Regions from separate parts of the Pan troglodytes genome. Here all the other regions are linked to region 1. Evidence: chromatin contacts called from public Hi-C data. All regions are on one chromosome and are shown on one strand. Each heading gives the region's core, a stretch centred on a gene start, on an enhancer-like site or on the middle of the called end of the contact. The rest is flanking DNA. Distances are from core to core; before and after follow the strand shown.

The links. A called contact is a pair of places that touch in the nucleus more often than the background predicts.
Region 2: a Hi-C map of induced pluripotent stem cells shows a contact between it and region 1, with 2.0 times the contacts expected there. The contact joins two enhancer-like sites. A contact is called at or near these places in 2 of 7 Hi-C or Micro-C datasets (induced pluripotent stem cells and stem cell-derived neural progenitor cells).
Region 3: a contact with region 1 is called in a Hi-C map of induced pluripotent stem cells, with 4 times the contacts expected there. The contact joins two enhancer-like sites. A contact is called at or near these places in 3 of 7 Hi-C or Micro-C datasets (induced pluripotent stem cells and stem cell-derived neural progenitor cells) and 1 of 1 other capture datasets (stem cell-derived neural stem cells).

Annotation. Positions count from the first base shown.
Region 1 is chr6:46,692,120-46,695,314 of NHGRI_mPanTro3-v2.0_pri, reverse strand. No RefSeq gene overlaps it. Among named protein-coding and RNA genes, the nearest start is that of C7H7orf25, 210 kb to the right of the region's middle. Within about 2 kb of position 1,699, at least 2 of the 24 cell types and tissues checked have an H3K27ac peak or open chromatin away from gene starts, as enhancers often do. A contact at or near this core is called in induced pluripotent stem cells and stem cell-derived neural stem cells, where this site is marked.
Region 2 is chr6:47,248,894-47,252,185 of NHGRI_mPanTro3-v2.0_pri, reverse strand. The region is part of intron 2 of GLI3 (GLI family zinc finger 3); the gene reads right to left. Among named protein-coding and RNA genes, the nearest start is that of GLI3, 85 kb to the right of the region's middle. Within about 2 kb of position 2,040, at least 3 of the 24 cell types and tissues checked have an H3K27ac peak or open chromatin away from gene starts, as enhancers often do. A contact at or near this core is called in induced pluripotent stem cells, where this site is marked.
Region 3 is chr6:47,443,261-47,446,418 of NHGRI_mPanTro3-v2.0_pri, reverse strand. No RefSeq gene overlaps it. Among named protein-coding and RNA genes, the nearest start is that of INHBA, 240 kb to the left of the region's middle. Within about 2 kb of position 1,663, at least 7 of the 24 cell types and tissues checked have an H3K27ac peak or open chromatin away from gene starts, as enhancers often do. A contact at or near this core is called in induced pluripotent stem cells and stem cell-derived neural stem cells, where this site is marked.

The DNA.
Region 1 (3,195 bases), core at 450-2,949:
ATAATGACATATTGGATTTCATGAAAATTAAAAACTCTGCTTTTTGAAAATATTGTTAAGAAAATGAAAAGGCAAGCCACAATATATTTTTTAAAACTCAACAACTAAATTAGACAAACAACATAACAAAGAATGAGGAAAATATTTGAACAGACACTATACAAAAGAAAATAATCAAGTGACTAATAAGCACATGATGAAATGCTCAGTGTCAGTAGTCACCATGAGACACCACTTCACACTCCCTAGAATGAGTAAATAAAAAAGATCAACAATACCAAGCATTGGAGAAGATATGGAGCAATGAGAACTCTCCTACATTGTTGATCAGAACATAAAATGATACAACCAATTAAAAAACAGTTTTAAAGTTTCTTGCAAAGTTAAACACACACTTTCCATACAACTGGCAATCCCATGCCTAGCTATTTACTCAAGGGAAATCAAAACACTGGTCTATAGGAAGACTTGTACATGAATGCTCACAGCAGCTATAATCATATTAGTCAAAAACTGGGAGCAATCTAATGCCCATCAGCATGTAAATAGATGAATTATGACACATCCATACACGGGAATACTAGCTAGCAATGAAAAGAAATGAACAACATGGATGAACCTCAAAAACTTGCAGAATGACACAAGCTAGATACAAAAGGAGTACATACTATCTGATGCCATTTGTACGAAACTCTAGGAAGGCCCAAAGCAATCTATAGTGATAGAAAAGCCAGCCAGAGGGTGTGTGGAGAAGAGAGTTAGGGGGAACTGACTGGGAATGGGCACAAGAAAGTTTTGGGGGTGATTGAAGTGTTCTGTGTCTTGATTGTGATGATGGTTATATACGTATATAATTTTGTCAAAACTCATTGAAAAGTGCACATGAAAAAGCTCTGGTTTGTCTCTGGGTTTTACCTGTTTTTAGGGACAGGCTGTGGAATATGTACACGTTGTTCTGGCCTCCACGTCCCCCTGGGGAATGCTGGGGACTTCCTGCAGCCTGCCTGGGCTGAAGGAGAGCCTGTGGGCTCACACCTTAGAAGAGGGAAGCTGGCTTCACCGGCCAGCTGCAGGCTTTTAAGGAGGCAGGAGCTGGAGGGGAAGTTGTGTCCTGTGGAGACTGGATGGGGTCACTCCATTTTCAACCCTGGGCCTCACAATACTAGGAAGCTGCACCAAAGCTCTGCTGAGAGTCAGTTATATTAGGGTGATTTTGCCTTATTTTATTGTTCCCAATTCCTAGTTTTCAGTCTCGAAGTCACCCTGAGGTGGCCCACTTTCCTTCCTGCAGGCATGGTCTGCCTAGCTGCAGTCACAACGTCTGCAGAAAAGTCAGTTTTCATCAGAGACTGCTGGTCTCACCAGCAGAAGTAGAGGGAATCCCGGTCCTCACCCAGTCTCACTCCCAAACCTCTTGTGAGTGACCAGAAGGGCTGGGGCTTACCAGCTCCGTGCTTTTTGCATCAGGAAGGCACCAAACTCCAAGTCCAGAGTAGACTCTGCCTTACAATCCAGGAGATATACCCAGAGAGAGGTTGCCATACCCACGGGGGTACTATACATACCATCACACATCAGCTGGAATGGACACAAGGAACTTAGTGCGGTTTTCTTCTCTGTTTTTGCCTTCCCGGTGTCCTCTCCTTTACCATATGGTGTGATCACCCTCTAGGGGTCAAATGCCTCTTCGCATCCACACGAACATTCAGACTCACTTCAAGCCAAGGAAAATCTCTAATGCTGTAGATGTTTACCTCTTCAGCCCTCTCACAGAGGGCAAAGAGGAAGCCTGTGGGAGGGCCACAGAGCAACACAGTGGCTGCTGGAAATATTTTCCTGACTCAAAAGGAGGCAACTTAACGAGTGCAGGAGTAACCCAAGCGCTCGCCTACTTTCCCGGACCCACTCCTGCTGTCCAGAGTCACTTTCAAATACACCTGGGGAAATGGGCTTTGTCATAGTCTCACCCTGCTCTCTGCTTCTACATCTGATAACCTCCTTCCTATTGCTCTTACTCCTTCCTTCATTCCTCACAAAGTTCAATACAAGAGAATAGGATGTAAGGTTTTTGGGGTAGCTGAGAGGAACTATAGCACCAGACAGGAAATAATTCCAAGTTCACTTCTGGGCATTACTAAAGAAAGAACCCAGGGGCCATCTGACATCATAGTGGAGTTCTTTCCTGGCCTGCCCTTCCCATCTCCCAGGATTTTCTCCTCTTCAAGAGATACTCCTTCATACTGCAAATTGCCAAATTCTTATTATTCTCTTTTCCTATTTAAGGCCTACCCAAGTGGCCTTATTTTTGTAATTATCTTAAGGTATCTTCCTCACTAAAAGATGATTTTGCCTTCTTCCTAAGAAGAGAGGTTCAAAGTAGCACCAGGCTTTTGAAATTCTTTCTCCCCATTCTGCCTTTCATATATGTCTGTGTGTGCATATGTGCACATATGTGTGTAAGTACATATATGTGTGTGTTGTTTTATGTGTGTGTGTATGTACATGTATGAGCATGTGACTGTGTGTATTTTGTATACATTTATGTATATGTGTGTATGTGTGTGTTGTGTGCATATTTGCATGTGTGTGCATGTGTATGTTATAGTCACCCAAACATGGTTTACTTTATCCTTGCTTTTGGAGAGGAAGTAATTCTAGTCAAATGAGTCCAAATTACTATTTTTAAATTTTATTTAACCATTTTAGTAACAAACAATGTCTTGTTAGTGTGTACACAATTTTCACATTGGCATGGAACTTTGTCATTTGCTGATTATTGGACTTTTTCCCAAACACTTGTTTTGACTTACACAACTCCCCGAAGAAAATAGCTCCCCGTAGCAGTTTGCTTCCCTGAGGACCTAAAAATGGGCTCTGAATCTTTGACAGCAACTCACAATGTGGTTCTCAGAGATACAGAAGATCAGATGACTTCTTTAAGCTTTTTTCCCAAAGTGTGCACCACGAAGAGGTGGATCCAGTCCCCACTGACCGAGGCCACCCCACATGGAGCCCTCCTTGATGCTGAGTTAGAATGGTCTTCGCTTCACTCTCTTGTACGCAGGAAGCAGCTACAGTAGCGCCATGTCTTTGTTCCCTCCAGAAGCCGATTAACCCTTTGGGTAAAATATAAATTTTCTGACCTAGCTGCAGTTTCTTATTTCCTAGTCTTCCCTTCAGCACCAGACATAGGAA
Region 2 (3,292 bases), core at 791-3,290, 560 kb before region 1:
CACTCCCCAGCTGGGCTGATCCCAAACCACTGGCAACTTAGCCACGCTCTTGCACAGATCTGGACTATCATTTTGAAATCTCATCCGTTATGGGACATGGGTGAAGAATCTGAGTTCTGGAGCCAATAAACCGGGTTCAAACCTCAGTTCAGCCACTTCCAAACCATGTAAAAATGGACAACTTACTTAGCTTTACCAGGTCTCAGTTTCCTCATATGTCAAAGGGGAAAATCATGACAACTGCTCATAAGGTTGTTTTGTGGGGATTTAGTGACTTCAAGAGCAAAGCCCGTGGCATAACATTGTGGTGCAGACAGAGAGCTTAATTTCTGCTGGCTATCATTTCAGCAAGGATCATTTCCCACCTGGGCCACTGCCAACAGCAGCCTGCTAAGTCACCTCCCTGATTCCACATTCCATGCCTTCACAAACGTCACTGCACACCAGCCAGAGTGACAGTCCTAAAATAAAAATCAAATCACAACACTTCTTCCACTGGCTTTTTGTTGGCCCACAAGGTCCTCAATCTCATCTCCCCCTACTGTCCCACCCCCTGGCCAATGACCACATTGGCATGCTCTCTGCTCCTGGTACTTTTTCACGGCAAACCTTTCAGTAGAATGCTCTCCCTCAGATCTCCCAGGGCAGCTTCTCTTTTTTTATTCAGTTATTCTGGCTGCAAAGACACCTCCTGAGCAAGGCTTTCCCTGCCCCACCCACCTGATCTAAGGCACAACATTCCTACCCAAGTCTCTCTCTAGCACATCACCTGGTTTATTACCCTCAGAGCACCACCAGCTATAGGTTGAGTATCCCTAATCTGAAAATCTGAAATGCTCCAAAATTCAAAACTCTGAGAGCTGAGATGATGCCACAGGTGAAAAATTCCACACCTGACCGACCTCATGTGATGGGTCATAGTCAAAATGCAGCTAAAATTGTTTCATGCATAAAATTGTTTTAAAATACTACATAAAATCGCCTTAAGACTGTGTGGAAAAGGTATATATAAAACATAAATGAATTGTGTGTGTAGACTTGGATTTCATCTCCAAGATATCTCATTCTATATATGCAAATATTCAGAATCTGAAATCTAAAACACTTCTAGTCCTAAGCATTTCAGATAAGGGGTACTCAACCTGTATCTTCTTGTTAAGGCTCTGCCTAGGTGTTTGTTGTATGTCTCTTCTGGCTGGTATGTCAGCTTTGAGAACAAGAACCTGATTTGTTTTGGCAAACGCTGACCCCTCAGGACCTAGAATAGTGTCTGACTCACAGCAGCCTCTCAAAACACTGCACAAAGTTTTTTAATGAAAATAAATATCATGCATCATGTACTTAATGGAGTGAGACTCGAGGCAGGTCACGTCAGCAGTGTTATCAGAAGGACTGAGTCCCCCAGAGGCACTCAGGTGTCTCCAATTGTTCACTATCTCCCACATCATCGATCTGTGGCAATGTGATAAACACATACTACATTTAAAACATCATTCATCGTAAAAGATAGAGGCTACATAAAAATGCATCTCACAGACCTATATATGAGAGGTAAACTGCACATTTGATCAAAAGGTCAACCCACTTGGTCAGGTTCACTGAGCCAAGCTGGGATCACAGACACCAAGTTGGAGTGGATCACAGATTCTCTAGCAGGGAGCGAGGTCACAGGAAAGCTACCATTGTATGTTAGTTTCCCTTCACCCCTGGGGGAGGAGGGAATAAATTTCTTACAAAGAGGAGACACAGGGGTAGGGGAAGGGAAAGGAAATGTGAAATCTTGCCCCATTTGAAAACAGGCTTATTCCACGAAAGCAAACCAGAAGAAGAGCTGGCATTTGCTTCTCAGCATCCCCCACGTGCACTTCTCTGCTCTTCTCTAAATTACCTAGGAAACAGGCACCTCCTTTTACTCCACTCACAAGACAGGAGCACAATCAGGATGCAGATCTGGGTCCCCCCAGTGGACGAGGTAAACACCCCGCTTCCTAGAGCAGGCTCCCTTTGAGCCTCACAATGTCCACTGATTAGGCCTGCGGCTCCCTAGGGAGCATGGCACAAGTCTCCTCCGGGGTCCCATCCTCTCCCCTGAGACTCTTTCAGTCCTGGCTGGATTGCAGGCTCATTCCACTAATGCCAGTCTTTGTTCTCATGCTCCCCCGGTGGTGTTAGCTACTAAATTTCCCAGATGAATTTCACTTGGTTATTTCTGGGCCCTATCTCCAACCTCAGCGTGGCCCTGCTGCACAATTTCTCTAGCTTGACTGATGTGACAGCATTTGGGAGTTTTCCAATAAAATAAAACTCAATGCTTTTTTTTTTCATTTTGAACACTGTAAGTGGAAATTAAAATGTGCCTTGATACAGAACACTGTTAATTCTTTAGGAACGAAGCCACAGTTATTTCCTATGTTTTTTATTTGTAGTTTGTGATCAAGATATTGTGGTGATTGGGGTTACCTATTACAGAACAGCTCAGCAGTTGAGAACAAGTAAAAATAAATTGTGTTGTCTTGAAGAAAAAATATGACCTGCTGGCTGGGCATGGTGGCTCACGCCCGTAATCCCAGCACTTTGGGAGGCCGAGACGGGCAGATCACTTGAGGTTAGGAGTTCAAGACTAGCCTGGACAACATGGTGAAACTCCATCTCTACTAAAAATACAAAATTAGCGGGGCATGGTGGCACATGCCTGTAATCCCAGCTACTCAGGAGGCTGGGGCAAGAGAATCGCTTGAACCCGGGAAGCGGAGGTTGCGGTGAGCCGAGATCACACCATTGCACTCCAGCCTGGGCAACAAGAGCGAAACTCCATCTCAAAAATATATATATATGACCTGCTACACAAAGGAATGCAGCAGCACATCCTTAAAGACCAATGAGACAGCAGCCCAGCCAGGGACGCCTGGGAGGGGAGCCCTGTGACCTGTGAAGGAGTCGCACGCTGTCAAATTGAAAGCAAGGGTGAATTCAATTCTGCAATGGAGAAATTCTGGGTAAGTGATTGGGAACCCAAAGGTCTGTTTAAATATACAAAGGGCCATGGAACAAGTCTTAGTAATCACCCCAGACTCTTGCAGGAGAGAAACAAACAGCTCCTCACAGAAGCCTGCTGGCCTGGACCTCTTGAGCCCTGTCTTTGCCACTTCCCTCCTGAAATTCACCCTCCAACCACAAAGATTCTTCTCAAGTCCTGCAGATGTCAGTTCTTCCCTTGGCCTCCAGGCCTTGAAAAATGCTCCTTTTTGCCTAGATTACTCTTTCCTCACCTCTTTCAAATGTCACCTCCTCC
Region 3 (3,158 bases), core at 414-2,913, 750 kb before region 1:
CCTTGTTCGGCTCACTCTCTTCTCCTTTCCCTGCTTCTGGCTATTCCCTGTCACCCACTGACTCCGTGGAAGAGGACTCCCTCCCAGCTGAGTGTGTGACCCCAGGGCCCACTCTGCTTTCCGCTGGAGGCAGCCAGTGAGTGGTAGACGCATGGGATCTGCCTTCACACAGTCCAGGCTCTGTCACTGACCAGGCAGATAGCATTGGACACCTGCCTGAACCTCTCTTCCCTTCCGCCCTTCAGATCCCTCATTTCCTCATTTTGGAGCCTCCTCTGGGGCACACGCTAAGACCTCTGGGCACATGGTCATCGCTATGACCAGCCCTGGCCCTCTCCTTTTGGGGGGCAATCAGTTACATGCTTCTTTTGGCACAGAGTTCATCTATATCCATGTTTGAAGTGATTGCCCGGACATGAATATAAGGGTCACTGCCTAACTCGCTGCAATAGTTAAAGGGAGTAACAAGAAGGGGGCCCTGCTGAGTGGTCTGGAGTGGGGTAAAATGAAAGGCAAACACACCGCCCTTGATGATTTGGACTCCTCTACAAGAGAGACTAATCTACTACATAGACTAGGACACATTCCACAGATGAGGAAACAGAGGCTCATAGAGAGTTCAACAACTGGCCGGGCGTGGTGGCTCACACCGATAATCCTAGCACTTTGGGAGCCTGAAGCAGGCGAATCACTTGAGGTCAGAAGTTTGAGACCAGCCTGGCCAACATGGTGAAACCCCATCTCTACTAAAACTACAAAAAAGTAGCTGGGCTTGGTGGGGGGCGCCTGTAATCCTAGCTACTCTGGAGGCTGAGGCAGGAGAATTGCTTGAGCCGGGGAGACGGAGGTTGCAGCGAGCCGAGATCGTGCCATTGCACACCAGCCTGGGGGACATAGTGAGACTCTGTCAAAATAAAAAATTCAAAAGTTCAACAACTTGTGCAGAGCCACTTGCTACCCGAGGACCCGTGACTCAAGCACATCGGTGTGGTTTAAAGTCCACCCTGTGGCTCCTCTCACGCTCCTCCTACCTCCGGGTCAAGGGGCGCTGATGTAAGGCATTCCGCTTGTGCCTTTCAAAATAAACAACTGCTTTCAAAAGACAAACGGAATTATACATAGACTAGGACAGTTGAAAAAATGCTGGATTCTGTCCCCGCAGGGAAGTGGCCGACCCGATGTGTGGAGGGGCTGGGAGCTGCCATGGCCCGCACAACCCGGCGCACCCCGCGGGCTTCACGCGTGGGCTTCACGCGTGGGACTCGCAGGCTCAGTCTGCAGGGGCGCTGCTGTCACCGCACCCGCCTCCCCAGCTCAGGCAGCCCAGGACTCCCTCTGGCTTATATGTAGTAAAAAACAAAGGCAGTGTCTGGTTCAGATCCAAGAAAGCCACAGCAGTGGCCACAGAGATGTTTCTCCAAGTCTCATATTGATGAATCCCAAGCATATTTGAACTGTTTGATACCCCCCATCTCCAAAGATGCTCTTTTTTAGCTAGTGTCCAATCCCTATATTACAGTTCCTAAACAAGAAACATTCCCCGTACTGAATCCACGTGGTTCTTTCCTCTTCAGCGCAGACAACGGAGGTGGAGATGGGCTCCGGTGCTCCCGCTGAACAGGGACGGTGCGCAGTCATTCCCCGCCTGCACCACGCGGTGGCAGCAGCAGCATGGGCTGAAGGGGCTGTTGGACGCGTTTGCAGCTCCGCCGGCTGAGAAGCCACTATTAAATGCCCTGCAAACTGGGCATTAATCCCCAGGCCCTCCACAAGTGTGGTGAGGGGAGTGTGGAGGGAGGGAAGGAGGGCAGTGGACAGTCAAGTCTTGGAGATTGTGCCTGATGGCTGAGTGTTCTGGAATAGGCCTGTTCTTTCTCTCATTGACAGGGGGAGCTAGAGCTGGCAGGAGAGGGCCAGGAATTTTTCTCTTGCTGACACTTTGCAACAGGTCTGGCCTTTGGACCCAGAACCCCATAAGACCAGGCCTGTTCTTTTGCCTATGAGACTTCCTCGTTCACAGAAGCTATGACTTCTAGACCAGGCATCGTTGACTTCTGGCCTCCTCCCTCTTCTTCTAAAATTTTCTCCAAAAAGCACACCCACTGGCCCCCCTGGTGTGTCCCCTCCAGCTCTGGTCCTCCAGGGCAAAGCCCAGACTCCTTCATGGGGTGTTTGGGGCCTATGCACCTTCACCCCGAGTTTTCATTCCTGCCAGTGCCTTATGTACATCCCGTCAACCTCCTTCCTGACCCTCATCTACAGAGGTCCACTCTCCCACCTCATACTGTCTCTTGTACCTTCCTCTCCACCTCTTCCTCTTCTGAAAGGGCCCCTCCCTAGTCAGTGTTTAACTCATGTTCTTGGAACCCTTCCCTGATGTCTGAACTGTTAATTATAACCTGTGCCACCTCCCTGGTGCCTGCAAACACTGCAAGACTTAACTCATCTCCTGCTCACAATGATTCAGTCATCTGGACAGATGAGGACACTGAGGCACAGATACATAAACTTGCCTGAGGTCCCAGAGCTAAGGAAGAGGCAATCTTAAATTGTCATCTCTGAGTAAACTCACATATTCTCTGCCTTGGAACTCAGAGACTGGGATTTTGCCACTATGTTTCTCTGTGACTGATTATGACCCAAACAATGTCATAACATCTTTTTTTTTGAAACATAGTCTCACTCCGTCACTCAGGCTGGAGTTCAGTGGCACAATCTCAGCTCACTGCAACCTCTGCCTCCCGGGTCCAAGCGATTCTCCTGCCTCAGCCTCCTGAGTAGTTGAGATTACAGGTGCACCACCACGCCCGGCTAATTTTTATATTTTTAGTAGAGACGCAGTTTCACCATGTTGGCTAGGCTGGTCTCGTACTCCTAACCTCATGTGATCTGCCTATCTCAGCCTCTCAAAGTGCTCGGATTTACAGGTGTGCACAACCACTCTCAGCCAATGTTTGTATTTTTAGTACAGATGGGGTTTTACCATGTTGGCCAGGCTGGTTTCAAACTCCTGAGCTCAGGTGATCCACCCTCCTTGGCATCCCAAAGTGCTGGGATTAGAGGCTTGAGCCACTGTGCCTAACCCCAAACAGGGTCATACATCTTGATTAGCAAAACAAGGAATGTGGAGAAGTGGTGAGGGTTGGGATCCCCGTTCT